3 separate regions of the Sus scrofa genome follow, and all the other regions are linked to region 1. A link is a contact called in public HiChIP or PLAC-seq data. All regions are on one chromosome and are shown on one strand. The core of a region is the stretch at or near the end of the contact, and the rest is flanking DNA. Distances in the headings are between cores, read along the strand shown. Region 1 holds the start of ZCCHC6 (terminal uridylyltransferase 7). Region 2 holds the start of NAA35 (N-alpha-acetyltransferase 35, NatC auxiliary subunit). Region 3 holds the start of AGTPBP1 (cytosolic carboxypeptidase 1).

Region 1 (4,692 bases), core at 2,062-4,561:
TAAATTTAAAAAAATGTAAAAAGAAAAAGTGTTGGCTAGTTTGCAACTCACTCTATATAGTGCCTTTTAAAAAAAGGCTTATAGCCAAAAAATATAAATGCTTTTTCCAAGCATAATTTGCATTTTCAGACTAAACATTAATAATTTATTTTTCCTTCAAATTTATGACTTTATTTCATTTTAGCAAATACTGTCCATTAAATAAAAATTATTTTTCTGTTTATGGCAACTATTGCTACATGGACAGAACCTATTCACCTGTTAGAAAAACTTTAATTGGAGTTCCTCTGTGGCTCACCAGGTTAAAGATCTGGTGTTATTAACTGCAGTGGTTCTGGTTGCTGCTGTGCTGTGGGTTTAAACCCTGGCCCAGGAGCTTCCAAATGCTGCAAGTGTTGCCAAAAAAGGCAGGGGGAGTATAACTCTGGGGCAATTCTTATCAAGTACAAAGTAAGCTTAGAAGTGCGTTTTGGTTTTACTGAAACTAAAAGGCAAAGCTTGGAGTTCCTGCTGTCGTACAGCGGGTTAAGGATCTGGCATTGTTGCACCTGTGGTGTAGGTTGTAGCTGCAGCTCGGATTCAATTCCTGGCCTGGGAACATCCATATGCTGTGGGCATGGCCATAAAAAATAAATAAAAGACAAAGCTTTTTTCTGAATTTCTGATGTTCTAAACTTAATGTTTTTCAACCTGTTTGCCATGTTAACTTTTGAGAAAAAAAATCTTGCACTATCCTCCCTTGGAGACTGATGCTCCTCACAAAAGCAGGAGATGAATGCAGTCTAAAATAAGATTTTTTAAAAAAGCTTTATATTCTGTCATTTATTTCATGGACACATACATTATTCAAGTACAAAATATTATAATTGTATTATAACATAATTTAGAAAATACATACACACCACCTAGAAATTATAATATATCCCCAGGGTGGTATGATCACCCTCTTCTGTGAAAAGCACCAATGGGAATTTTTTTTTTTTTTTTTTTTTGCTTGTTAGGGCAGCGCCCACAGGACATGGAGGTTCCCAGGCTAGGGGTCCAATCAGAGCCACAGCTGCCGGCCTACGCCACAGCCACAGCAACTCGGGATCCAAGCCATGTCTGTGACCTACTCCACAGCTCATGGCAGTGCCGGATCCTTAACCCACTGACTGACGCCAGGGATCAAAACCCGAAACCTCATGGTTCCTAGCTGGATTCATTTCTGCTGCGCCACAACAGGAACTCCGGAAATATGTTTTTACTAAAGTAAAATGAGCCTGTGGTAAACTTTGAAATGAACCAATACACGCAATGTGTTGAAGCTACCCAAAAAACATGGTCCTTAATCATATTAAATAAGCAGAAACTATGAAAAACTGGAACTGCATTGCTGAAAATAGTAAAACTCATCTGAATGAGAAAGAAAACTGACTTCAGTCACAATCCTGTTGACTTCAGGGTTGTAACCTGACAGGGTGGAAACATTACCAGGGCTTCCTGCTTCCATTTCTGACATGGTCTCCAGGCTTGTCAGGTCTTTATGAAACAATCGTCTTACAGTTCTGCAGCCTCTTCCATCTTGCCACCTATATACATCTTCACTTTCTTGAAAAGAGTCTTTTCTTGGTCGGTTTAAAACAGGAATTCTAGGTCCAGGTTTGAATTCTCTCCAACTGTCTGCATTACCAAGTTCATCAGATAGCCATCTCTTACTCTGATCTTTGTGGTTATCAGTTATCCAAACAGGTTGACTGTAAATTGGGTTCTTAAATGCATATGGATTGCTGGAAACAGCATATGGTCCTTTTCTGGGGGTATTCCCATAGTTCCCTGGTGTTAATTTTTTTTTGGGAGGGCCTTTTTCCATTTTACTGCTATAGCCTTTAGCATAATCATCCATTATTAAATAATCTTGTTGGGGGTGACCCCTTCTGAAATCTTCATCATCAGTAGTCCCTCGCTCTTTAGCACGCTTCACAAAATAAGGTTTGGCAGCATCTCCCATGGTCTTTGACTTCAATTTTCTTACTCTGCACCTATAAGAAGGTATCAAACTATTATAGGATATCATGCCAAGTACACAAAATACCACAGTTATTGCAAGATGCTCAAAAGCCTGTAAGAAAACTCTTCTTTTCCTAATTTCCGTCACATTCCAATAGTCAGTGCATTATGCTAGAAGTCAGGAGGCTTAATACCATAATATTCTTCATGAAATTAGTACTCGTTCTTTAACATAAAGATTAAATCTATGAGTCTGTCTTAAAAATTGGAGAATAAAAACACTGTCACTCATGACAAGCTGGTTGACTTTTTACCCATATAACTAAGGCTCTTCTTACAAAACAAAACAAAAAACAAACTTCACCCTAAGCCTATACTTTAGAGAACTCCCCAAACGGTCTTTTAAAAACAAGCTGACAATTATTTTTAAGTGTTATACAAAGTAACCGAAACTTTGTGAAGTAGTACATCTTATCGCCACTTTTCCATCCCTTCTCGGTATCCCGGGGCCTCCGCTCCGCTCACCACTGTTCAGAAGGCCCGACTTCTATAGCTTGGGCTTCGGAGGGGCTGGGCTCCCGACCAAGGCTCCGCTCTGGTCAGAGGGGCTGGCTTTCCGACCGATGGACAAGTCCAGCTAACCTGCCCAGTCCTCATCCTCAACTCCAAACAAGTTTGGTTTTGTCACGAACAGAAATTCTCCCTCTTCGATCCCCATGTGACAGCCCCACCTCCGATCTGCCTCAGTTTCCACTCTTCGGGTCGGAGGCGGAGAAATAGGAGGCGTCTCCGCACTCCTGGCCACGAAGCCACCGCGGGGACCAGGAAGCAGGAAGTGACCTGCCTCCTCGATAGGGTTCCGGGGTCCCCCCGGCAAAACAGGGGGCCGGGAGCGAGTGCCTCCACCGAGATTCCTGCTTCTCTAGTCCCCGTAGGGTCTGACACAAAGTGAAGATGCGGACTCCAGCCCGAGAGCTCAGTCCCCACCGGCCCGGGGGCTCCCGGGTCCTCACAACTAGGGCGAGGAGGACGGCAGAGGATGAAGCCAACGTATCTCCCCTCCTGGGCCCGCCCGCTACTCCGGAGACCCGAGAACCCACCGGAGACCCACCCCAGACGCGAAACTGAGAAAGACACAGGCGAAAAGGCGCCCGGGAGCACTCACCACCTCCGCCGCGGTCCCCCGCCTCTTCCTGTCCCGACCAGGCTCCCTCTCCGTGTTTTCCTTCAGCCCCACTTCCGGCGCTCAGCGCTGTCTCATTGTGCGCGATTGGGAGCCGGCCTTGCCTCCGCCCGAGCGCTCAGCCGCGCACGCCGGAAACGCCCGCCGCCCCGCCCCTCTTGCTTCCGCCGCCGCCGCAGCCTCCTGCGCGCAGGCGCTTTCCGGGTGGGACGTCGGGTCGTGTTCTGACAGCTAGCACTCCACTCTTGTTTGCTGCGTGCGTTCGTCGCTTGGCCCGCTTGCTGTTCTCGCAAAAGCGCGGGGCAGAGGAGAGAAAGAAGCCTCTCGTTCTCCGAGAGAGACGCAGAGGCCGCAGTCAGGGCCTGGATATACTCGGAGGCTCGGCTTCTCCTCTGGGTGCTCCTTGTTGCTTCCAGGGAAAGTTTAGTCTGGATCTGAGGCCTCGTGGCGCTCTTCCTGGTTTTTCAATTTTGGTAATTCGAGGGAATGAATGTCTCAGTGAGGTCTTAATTGCCGACCCTCTAGAAACGCCAGCGTTTAAGCTTCCACTGTACACCCAGATCTCAGTGTGTTCAAGGGAAATGCTGTGCTTTTTTCTTAGTCCTCAGATTAACTTCTCTTAAAAACAAAACCGTGTTTTGAAGAAAATGTATAATCGCAAAGGATAACCAAGGACGGTCATACTAGAATTTTTGAACAGAGAATTTTTTAAATGAAACTAGCAAACGACCTGGGTGGGTTTTTTCCCCCCTCTTTTTGTTTTGACTGTTACCGTCAATGCTATCTGCCTTGTTCTAAATACTTCGAAAGCCTCGAGCAACTAATAAAATTAGAGCGTTGAAAAAATGTGACAGCTTTGATTTCTCTGCTTTTTAAGAGCATTCAAATTTAAATCCATGAGATTCTGGAGGGATAATGGTCTTAAAAGGAGCACATTAATACTGGCTGTTGCCAAGGCACTGTTCTGACAGCTTTACAAGTAATTACTCACTTAATCCGCACAACAACTCCTCTAGAATATCATTATCCTCACTTTAAAGGTGGAGAAATAGAGTTTGTGGTGAAGTAAATGGCACCGCTGGAATCCAAACCCTAATGAAGCAGAGTCTCTTCTTAACCACTGTCTATACTAAAGGTAATTTAAAACAGGTAGGTACAACTTCTGTATAATGCCTTATCTAGATGCTTTGGTTCTGAATATACGTGACAATCAAGCCAATCTTTTCAACAGGCTGACAGTGGTGTTTTTATAGAGTCCAAAAAGCGTGATGATACATGATTACATTTATTATATGCAATACTAATGCTACCACACCCAGTCAGGGAATACTGTATGGAAGAACTGGTTCAGGAAACATCAGCCTCAAGTGTCTAGAATTTTAGAGTAGCAGTTGATAATGCTTTTTAAGGCTTTAATATTTTTTATTTGCGTTTTCTTCAGTGTGTTTCCCAAAGCCTAACTTCTATTCAGAATGTGCTTTTAAGATTCCCCTTGAGGCTAAATGAGGCTCTGTAAAACA
Region 2 (4,471 bases), core at 1,119-3,618, 330 kb before region 1:
ATTAATTCATCATGTAGTCTATCTAATGTGAAAAATGATGAGCAGTTTTCAACACTGAAACATATGGATGTCATCATAAATTAAACCTCTCCTTTTCAGGGAAAATGGTTTTTAAAGCAGAGAGGTAATTAGAACTTGTGAAAATAAATTTGAATTTCAAATAAATTACAATTTTAGTGAAGAAATTAAGAATAAAGAAATCCACTTGCCTATTTTGTTCTGGTGATTTTTCTTTTTCATTTTCTTCTTTTTTTTTTAGTTAGGAAGCATTCCAAAATTTAGTGTTTTGTTTTTGTTTTTTAATGCATCGTATTGGTTTTTGTCACAATCTATACATAATTCTGAATAACTCACCTGCAGTCAGTTCATCCTTTTCTAGATTTCTTATGGCCTCTGCACAGATCATCAAATATTTTGGAAGAAAGACTTTACATTTGTTTTGCTGTAATTCTTGTCTACATTCTCATCTTCAATGTATTTGGTGAGTACCTACTACATTCCAACCACTGCTCTTAATGCTGGGGATACAAATTTGGTCAAAACAGGCAAACCTCCTACCCTTAGGAAACATACTATTCTATACGAGACATAAAGATGTACTTATTTATTTATTTATTTATTATTTTTTCTTTTTAGGGCCGTACCTGTGGCATATGGAAGTTCCCAGGCTAGGGATCAAATGGAGCTGCAGCTGCAGGCCTATGCCACAGTCACTTGAGTTGTATCTGCAGCATACACCACAGCTTGTGGCAATGCCAGATCCTTAACCCGCTGAGCAAGGCCAGAGATCGAACCCACATCCTAATGGCTACTAGTCAGGTTCTTAACCTGCTGAATCACAATGGGAACTTCTTTGTATTTTTCATTTTTAAAGTCAACTTTATTGAAGTTTGATTTGCACGCAGTAAAATGCACACGTGTGTGTACTTCACTGAACTTTTACAAATGAATTTAGCCATATAACCACTACCATGATCAAGATTTGAACATTTCCATCCCTTCCAATCACTTAGCCATATTCCAATTAATCCTGCCTCACACCTCCTCCCGCTCTGGCAGTCACTGCTCTGTTTTCTGTCATTACAGATTAAATTTGTCTTTTTAAAAATTACATATAAAATTATAGTCTAGTCTTTTGCTCATACTGATTTTTTTTTTTCCCTCTTTAGGGCAGAACCTGCAGCACAAGGAAGTTCCCGGGCTAGGGGTCAAATTTGGAGCTGCAGCTACCATCCTATACCACAGCCACAGCAATGCAGGATCCGAGTGATGTCTGCAACATACACCACAGCTCATGGCAACACCGGTTCCTTAACCCACTGAGTGAGGCTAGCAATCGAACCCACATCCTCATAGAAACTAGTCAGGTTCTTAACCTCCTGAGCCACAACAGGAACTCCCATAATGATTTCCTTTGCTCAGAATTTTTTTGAGATTCATATTTTTGCATGTCAAGTACTCATCCCTGTTTGTCAATAACTACTATTCATTATATGAATAATTACACATCATCGTATGGATATGCCACAAGTTGTTTATCTGCTCATTAAGGTTGTTGCCAGTTTTTGGTCTTTAAAGCTACAAAAATTAATGTACAAGTTTTTGTGTGGACCAATGGCTTGGTCTTGTAAGTGCATGATTAATTTTATAGTAAAAGATGAACTGTTTATCAAAGAGGTTGTATCCTTTTGCATTCCCCATCAGCAACATCTGAGTTCCAGCTCCAGCAAATTGGAGCTCCAACTGTTCTGTGTCCTCAACATTGGGTATCATCTCTTAAACTTTAGCCATTTTATTGGCAACGTGGTGGTAAAGATGCATTTTGTTTCCTACCCGTAGTAGTCTACTTATTTAATTGCACTTTAAAAATGATCATTTTACTAATTTTAGGAAAGCTTTAAACCATGTAATGGGTCTAAAAGAAAATGACTTGATTCTGCTGATATTTTGTTTCCATTCTTCCTCATGAACTCCCCAGATTCTCTAGGAAACATAAATCAAGTGTCAGGCAAAACCAACTCGACGGAGCTTTCAGAGCTGAGCTCTTCATTCACAGCCCCAACATCAAGGGTCCACACCTACTTCCACTCCTTCCTCCTGATTCTCTTCACCTTTCTAAGAATTTCCCAGGGAGCTGCGCGGGACGAGGCGGGGCGGGCTCTGGGTCCCCAGGCTCCGCCCCTTACTGGGACCCACCCACTAACCAGGTCGCTGCCCAAGGCTGGAGGAGGAAGATAGCTTCCGGTCTTGCGATTGCCTCTAATCTCGCGAGAAGAGAAGATGGCCTCCAACGGCCGAATGACGGCAGTGGCTAGGAAGGGGGTGTGGCCGGGAGCGCGAAGTCCCCTGGCGTGAGGGAGAGGAGGCGGGGTCGCGCGCACTGGGCGTACGCATGCGCGCACGCGGATGGTCGGGCTGGGCTGAGAGGGGAGGGGGCGGCGGCGGCGGCGGCGGCGGCAGTAGCCGAGGCGGCGTCTTTATTTCCGCGGTTCGGACTGTGTGGCGGCGCGAGTGGCCACGGGAGAAGTAGGTAGGAACCACCGTGCGGAGCCCTTGAGACTTCCTCCTACCCGTGTCCGACAGCCGCAGCCCCTCGCGCGTGTGGCAGACCCGGGGGACTCCAGGTCACCCTGCGGCCCCGGCCCTCCCGCCGCGCTTCAGGTAGGAGCTACGGGCTCCCCAGTGTCCGCCGAGGGCCCGGCCTTACACAGTGTTACCGGGCGACGACCTGGCACCGGGCATGCCCGTCCTCCCGCGCGACGGCAGCTCTGTCCTTGCTTCCGTGCCTTTGGGACCGGGCCGGGCTGACCCGGGTGAGCCGGGTCCCCGCTTCAGGTGCACCTCCGCCCTAAGCCCGATGGCTGGGACCCCGTGGTGCGCTCCCTTGTGCGGTGCCCCCCGGACAGGCCATGCTGGGGTCCTGCCGAGCGGAGAGAGGTTGATCCAGCAAGCTCCGGTAGGGGAGGGACCCCCTTGACTTGAGTGGTTGCCGCATGGGGTCTTGGGCTGCGAGAGGGGACCTTGAAGAGTGCCTTGGTTATTTGTGGCCAGCGTTGAAAGTTGGAAACAGTGGAGTTGGTTCTCTTTGGGCCAGTGCTGGGATGGTTTGTGATTTTTCTTATGAAATAGGCAAACTTGTTTATGAGCCCTCGTAGATGGTGGACCAGTAGTGTTAATTAACGTGAAATTTAATTGCATTAAGGTAATTTTTTACAGTACCGTCCACAAACTCAAAAGAGCTCTGCCCAGACAGTTTAGTAAGACTTTCATCCAGTACTTAAACAGACACACATGGTTTGCCAGTACCCTTGTCCTGAAAGCTACATCCTCTCTTTTACACCAGTATTAATTTTATAGGCATAATGGTTATGAAAGCTTCTGTAGAAGATGATGATTCAGGATGGGAGCTCAGTACACCAGAAAAGATGGAAAAAAGCAATACGAACTGGGTGGACATAACCCAAGATTTTGAAGAAGCTTGTCGAGGTGAGTTTGAAGTTTTGAAATAGAAGTTCAAAATTTGAGAAAGGGTGCAATGAAATGTGGATTGTGATTTCTAAACTGTAGCAGTAAATGAAAAAGAAAATCAACAGGTAAGTGCGGTTTATTGAGCTTGTTAACCACACTCATTCTCTATTTTCTGATTTTAACTTTTGTTTGAAGCCAGTTTATATATATCATGAAATACAGACATTGAGGCAGTTTCTTCTGTTAACATGTTCTAACTTTAATAAGTTTGAGAGTACATAGCAATAATTTCAAACTGCGGAAATAGGAATTCTGTTGCCCCAAAGACAATAGTGTTTGTGTATATTTGAGGTTTGAAAATGGTCACATCACATCATTTCCCAGCTTAAGATCTTCCGTTGGCTTCCTGCTGTATGTAGAATAAAATTTAAACTTCTTCCCTGTGGCCAATATGATCTGGTGCCTGCCAACAGCTCAGACTGTTTTTTGTACCACTGCTCCACTGGGCTCATTACGTTGGTCCCAAGATCCTTAATAAACACATCAGGGTCGGTTCCCCAGGTGTTCACATCACAGGCTTCTTCTTGACCACTTAAATGTTAGCTTCACAGTGAGATTTTCAGAAAACAACCAATCAAAGCAGATTCATGGGCTGCACCTGCGGCATGTGGCAGTGCCCAGGCTGGGGGTCGAATCAAGTGCTACAGCTGCTGGCCTACGCCAGATCTGAGCCACGTCTGCAACCTATAGCACAGCTCACTGAGTGGGGCCAGGGATCAGACTGACGTCCTCATGGATACTAGTCGGGTTCATAAGCTGCTGAGCCACAATGGGAACTCCCTCATTCTTTTTTATTCAACTCCACCTCAGTTGAATCACCCTGTTTTATTTTCTTCATAGCACTTATCCACTGTTGGAAACCATTTTCAACTATTGTTTATTGTCACCTTTACCCACTGAAATATGAGCTCTGTGAATGCAGAGATCCTGTCAATAATCCTGG
Region 3 (4,325 bases), core at 157-2,656, 440 kb before region 1:
CGAATTCAGAGGTTAACAAAGAAAGACATAACTCCATTTATATAAAGATTCCAATGAGGACATAAATGGTAAAGGAAAATAAGTGATCCAGAAGACTGCTAAAGTCCTTGCTAACTATAAACTGTCGTGCATCATAAACTCTGCCATAATTGTGAATACCTGGGGGGAAAAAAAAAAAAACACCCACAAAGAAGTAATACCGCCAAAGAAAATTTCTACCGGATCTTACAACATATTAGGTCATCAACAGTGCACCTGCAGGCTCTTGAGGACTCTATCTTAAAACGAGAAATGGGCTTTAAGTATAAAAGCCATTCTGCATCAATGTTTTATAACTCCATTCTATAATGAGTAAAATGCCCAGGAAAGGAAACTAACCGATTCAAAACCGTACTGGCACTTTAAGAAACTTAAAGGTACAGGAGGGAAACCACACCATAGGGCTCCGCAAGCCTTTGCGCTGGGTTGCAAGAGGCCCTGAATACTTGCAATAAAGAACCCGCAACTCAGGAAGGAAGGCTGGAGGGAAACACTGCACTGTCATCTAGGGCGATGATTCAGGTTCAAATCAAACCCACAAGGCGACAAGTTGTAAGCAGAGAAGACACTTCAGGTCAAGCCACCCATTGAGAGGAAGTAAGCCTCGCCAACGCCACATCCCACCTGAAAGCCTAGCGCACCTAGAGGGTGAGAGCTAGGGTGGGTGCTGGGGTGGGTGGGGAGGCTGGGCGCGCGCCCGGCCCCGGCCCGCCGCCCCTCCGCTCTGCTCCGCGCTGTACCGAGGCCACCGGCGCTTGGGGCCCGAGAGAAAGGGGTGGCAGGACGGGTGGCCGCCTGTGCTCGGAGACCGCGCCAGGAATCCTCCGCGGCGACCGGGAAGGGGGCGACCGGGGCGGGGGCTTCCCAGTGTCCGTGGGTGGGGGCGGGGTGGGACGTTTTCCAGACACCGGCCAAAGCCCCCATCCATCAGGCGTTTCCCTTCAAGACCGGGTCCACCCCCGAAAGACACGGGTTACACAACCTGTCAGGTAAGGGGCGGAGGGGTGGCAGGGCACAGACCACGGCGGGCTCAGGGCCGCTCCTCCCTGGCTTCTCCCGCCCCCAGGATGCCGCGGCCGGAGAGAGCAGAGGGGTGGCGGGCAGCCGGGCAAGTCGCGGGCGAGGGGCTGCTGGCCCGGACGCGCGGACAGCGGAGCGGCGCTCACCGGCTCAGGATGGGGCGCTGGCAGGGACCAGGCAGAGCCGCAGCACCCAGTTCGGCGTCAGCAGCACTTGCGGCTGCTCTCCCGGCTCACGACGGATTCCTCGCCGCCCGCCGCCGGGTGTTTTCATACAAACCCCGGTGGCAGGCGAGGAGGAGGCGGCTGCAGCAGTGGCGGCGGCGGCGGCGGCGGCGGCGGCGGAACCTGCCCGCATCCCGGGCAACGTCAGCGCGGCGCCCCGCCCACCGCACTGCTAGGCCAGCCGGCTCGCGCGCGCCGGGCAGGAGGGAGCGCGGGGCGCGCGTGCAAGATGGGCGCGCGCCGGCGGGGAGGGCGGGTCACGCGCGGGCAGAAGCGGCGGGGGCCCGGGGAGCGCGCGTGGGGAAGCTGGGAGCGCGCGCAAAGGAGAGGGCGGGGCGAACGCGGTTGTTTGGAAGCCGGGAAAACGCGGTCGGGATCCTGGAGCCCGGCTGTTCGCGGCGCTGGCTGTCGTCCACTGCAGCTGCCGCCCTACCCGACCAAATGGGTCTCCCGGCGGCTGCCCGCGTCCTGTAAGTCACCTTGCTCTGCTCTCTCAATTAGAGCCTCCGCCTTTTCCTAGAACTAAGCTGGAGCCACCCCGACAGTCTTATGAGGCTTTTGGCAGCACCACACCAGTGGCTGTTAACTCTCCGACGCACGTGGTACCGGGGTGGCATTGGACCTTGGGGACCGCAGTAGAACAGAGCCTTTTACTGACCTCAGGGAGAGTCCTTAATAGGGTGAAGACTATCAGCTCTCACAGCCAGGCTCCCAGAACACAATGAAATTCTACCTTGTGGTCATACCTCAATAAATCAGATACCTAGTGCTGCAAGGAACAAAATTTCATGCTGATTTAATTTTTGCTTTTTTTGTAACGTGCGTACATATAGTCACAAAAAAATGGTAATGCTGAATGAGCCACTAAAGACAAAGATGGAATGTTTTCTCTGAGCCAAAATAATGTGTCAGAGAGATAAAATACCGATACACTCACTCTCTTCTGTTTCGACTGCATGTGAACACATTATAACGTATTCTTAATAAACACTGACATTTACTTTTTTTTTTCCAGAGCATAGGTCACGTTTGCTGCTGTTTATAGTAGCTGGTAAGAAATGTAAAATTATTACAGCTGGATAGGGAAATAAATTGAGAGCTGTGAGGTTTTTGTTTCATTTTCTTATCATCATATTTAAAAGAACTTATGCAGGTGCGAAGGTCATTTCAAAGGTAATCCAAGGTGCAGCATCTGTGCTGCCTGCAGTTTGCCCTTGGCAGATGTCTTTACTACGATGAACAAGAAACTGCCATTTTATAAATGCCATAGTTTCCCTGATTAGGAGCACCAAAAGGTAGGTTATAGCATTTTAAATAATTTTAGAACAATTACCACCCCAAGCCATCCAGTCTAGAAAGCATTGTCTGAGAACACTTAATTATCTAAAAACATTTAACATTTTATAGAATTTAAATATATGTGACACATATGAAACTTTAATCAAAAAGCATCTTCCTGGGAGTTCCTATCGTGGCGCAGGGGAAATGAATCCGACTAGGAACCATGAGGTTGCGGGTTTGATCCCTGATCTTGCTCAAGGGGTTAAGGATCCGTCATTGCCATGAGCTGTGGCGTAGGCCAGCAGCTACAGCTCCGATTTGACCCCTAGCCTGGGAATCTCTATATGCCCCAGGTGCTACCCCAAAAAGACAAATAAATAAATAAAGCATCTTCTTAAGTATATTAACCTGTAATACAGAAAGGTATAGATATAAATGTGAATGTGTAGAATTTGCATTTCACTTTAATAAAGTATTGTTAGTGTGATTTGATGGCCAGGACACAGACCCAGTAAATTAAACCACACAACTAAGTAAAAAGCAGAACCAATCCCTGTTGGTTCCTCAGCTTTCTCAACATGCCTTATTATGGTATATAAAACTCAACGTAATTAATTGTGTGATATAGATCAGAGTCTGACCATAAAATGATATTCATTGAACTGAAATTCTTCAAATCAGTCTAGCCCGTGCCTTGCAGGCACTCAATAAATGTTTGCTTATTTTAACTTTGTACTAATTTGGGAAAGAACAGTGAGCACTGGAGCCCAACTATCTCTTTCTCCTCTTTTACTGATTTCCTTACCTCCATACCTTTAGTAGAGAAGCATACAAAAATGTAGCAAACTTTATTACAAAACTGTATAGCTAAAAGTTTTGGAATAATGGTGGACCTCAAAAGTCTAGGGCCACTCCCCTCTGGAACCATAAATGTTAGATACACAAGCTTGATCATGAAGTTTCTGAAACACAACCAGTCCTCTGGAGTTGTAACCTCCGTGGGATTGTTGTAACTACTCAACCCCATTCAACACTCATCAGTATATTAGGCATCCCTTATGTGCCAGATAAAATCCTCCTAAAATTGGCTAAGGGGTTAAACACCTGATAATGCTCAACAAAACACCTAACAGCTGTTATGTGTTGAACTAAAAAGTTTACCATGGAGCAGAGGGCAGTAAGAAAACCTGAGCTGCACCTAAACAAAGGTGACAAGGCTGGGAAATGGCAGGAAGAAAACTCAACATTTCACCCAATGCAGTGGTTCTAGGGGCAGAACGTTTTACAGTGACAAATGGCTTTCAGTAGTCATGTGGTAGACTCAGTGATATATGAATGAGGGCCAGAAAAGCTGAGTTTAAAAATTCATAGAGTTCCCTGGTAGCTCAGCAGGATAAGGATCCAGTATTGTCACTGCTGTGGCTGTTACTACTATGGCACAGGTTCGATCCCTGGCCTGGGACCTTCTGCCTGCTACAGACACAGGTTAAAAAAAAAAATCCACATCTGTAAACCATTAAACCACTGCAATCTCTTCACTTGTGACATAGACCTTAAATAGTCCTGCCAAATCTAACATTTGAAAATTTGGCATACCCCTAACATTTGAAATTTGACATGTAACAGGGATTTATCCTAAGGAAATAGTTAACTAGGATATTTAATATTTAGTAGTTTAAATATTTCCTAGTTAAGGAAATAACTAGGGACATGGCAGCAATTTAGCTGTAAGCATGTTTATCCCAGAGTGGTGTTATGAAC

What was found. HiChIP or PLAC-seq counts read pairs in DNA pulled down with a chosen protein or histone mark.
Region 2: an H3K27ac HiChIP or PLAC-seq map of alveolar macrophages shows a contact between it and region 1. The contact joins the promoter of NAA35 here to the promoter of ZCCHC6 in region 1. A contact is called at or near these places in 2 of 5 promoter capture datasets (fetal liver and liver), 2 of 47 Hi-C or Micro-C datasets (fibroblasts and skeletal muscle) and 1 of 2 datasets of contacts at active chromatin or transcription factors (alveolar macrophages).
Region 3: an H3K27ac HiChIP or PLAC-seq map of alveolar macrophages shows a contact between it and region 1. The contact joins the promoter of AGTPBP1 here to the promoter of ZCCHC6 in region 1. A contact is called at or near these places in 1 of 5 promoter capture datasets (fetal liver), 5 of 47 Hi-C or Micro-C datasets (embryonic fibroblasts, heart right ventricle, omental adipose tissue and 2 more) and 2 of 2 datasets of contacts at active chromatin or transcription factors (alveolar macrophages and skeletal muscle).

What each region holds. Positions count from the first base shown.
Region 1 is chr10:28,994,183-28,998,874 of Sscrofa11.1, reverse strand. ZCCHC6 (terminal uridylyltransferase 7) reads right to left here and starts at 3,311. Exons shown (of 27, transcript XM_013989710.2): 1 at 3,155-3,311; 2 at 1,474-2,021. The coding sequence starts at 1,990.
Region 2 is chr10:29,320,606-29,325,076 of Sscrofa11.1, reverse strand. NAA35 (N-alpha-acetyltransferase 35, NatC auxiliary subunit) reads left to right here and starts at 2,368. Exons shown (of 23, transcript XM_021064637.1): 1 at 2,368-2,530; 2 at 3,358-3,486. The coding sequence starts at 3,363.
Region 3 is chr10:29,437,231-29,441,555 of Sscrofa11.1, reverse strand. AGTPBP1 (cytosolic carboxypeptidase 1) reads right to left here and starts at 1,406. Exons shown (of 25, transcript XM_013989714.2): 1 at 1,206-1,406. LOC110255596 (serine/arginine repetitive matrix protein 3-like) reads left to right here and starts at 1,215. Exons shown (of 2, transcript XM_021064272.1): 1 at 1,215-1,753. The coding sequence starts at 1,215.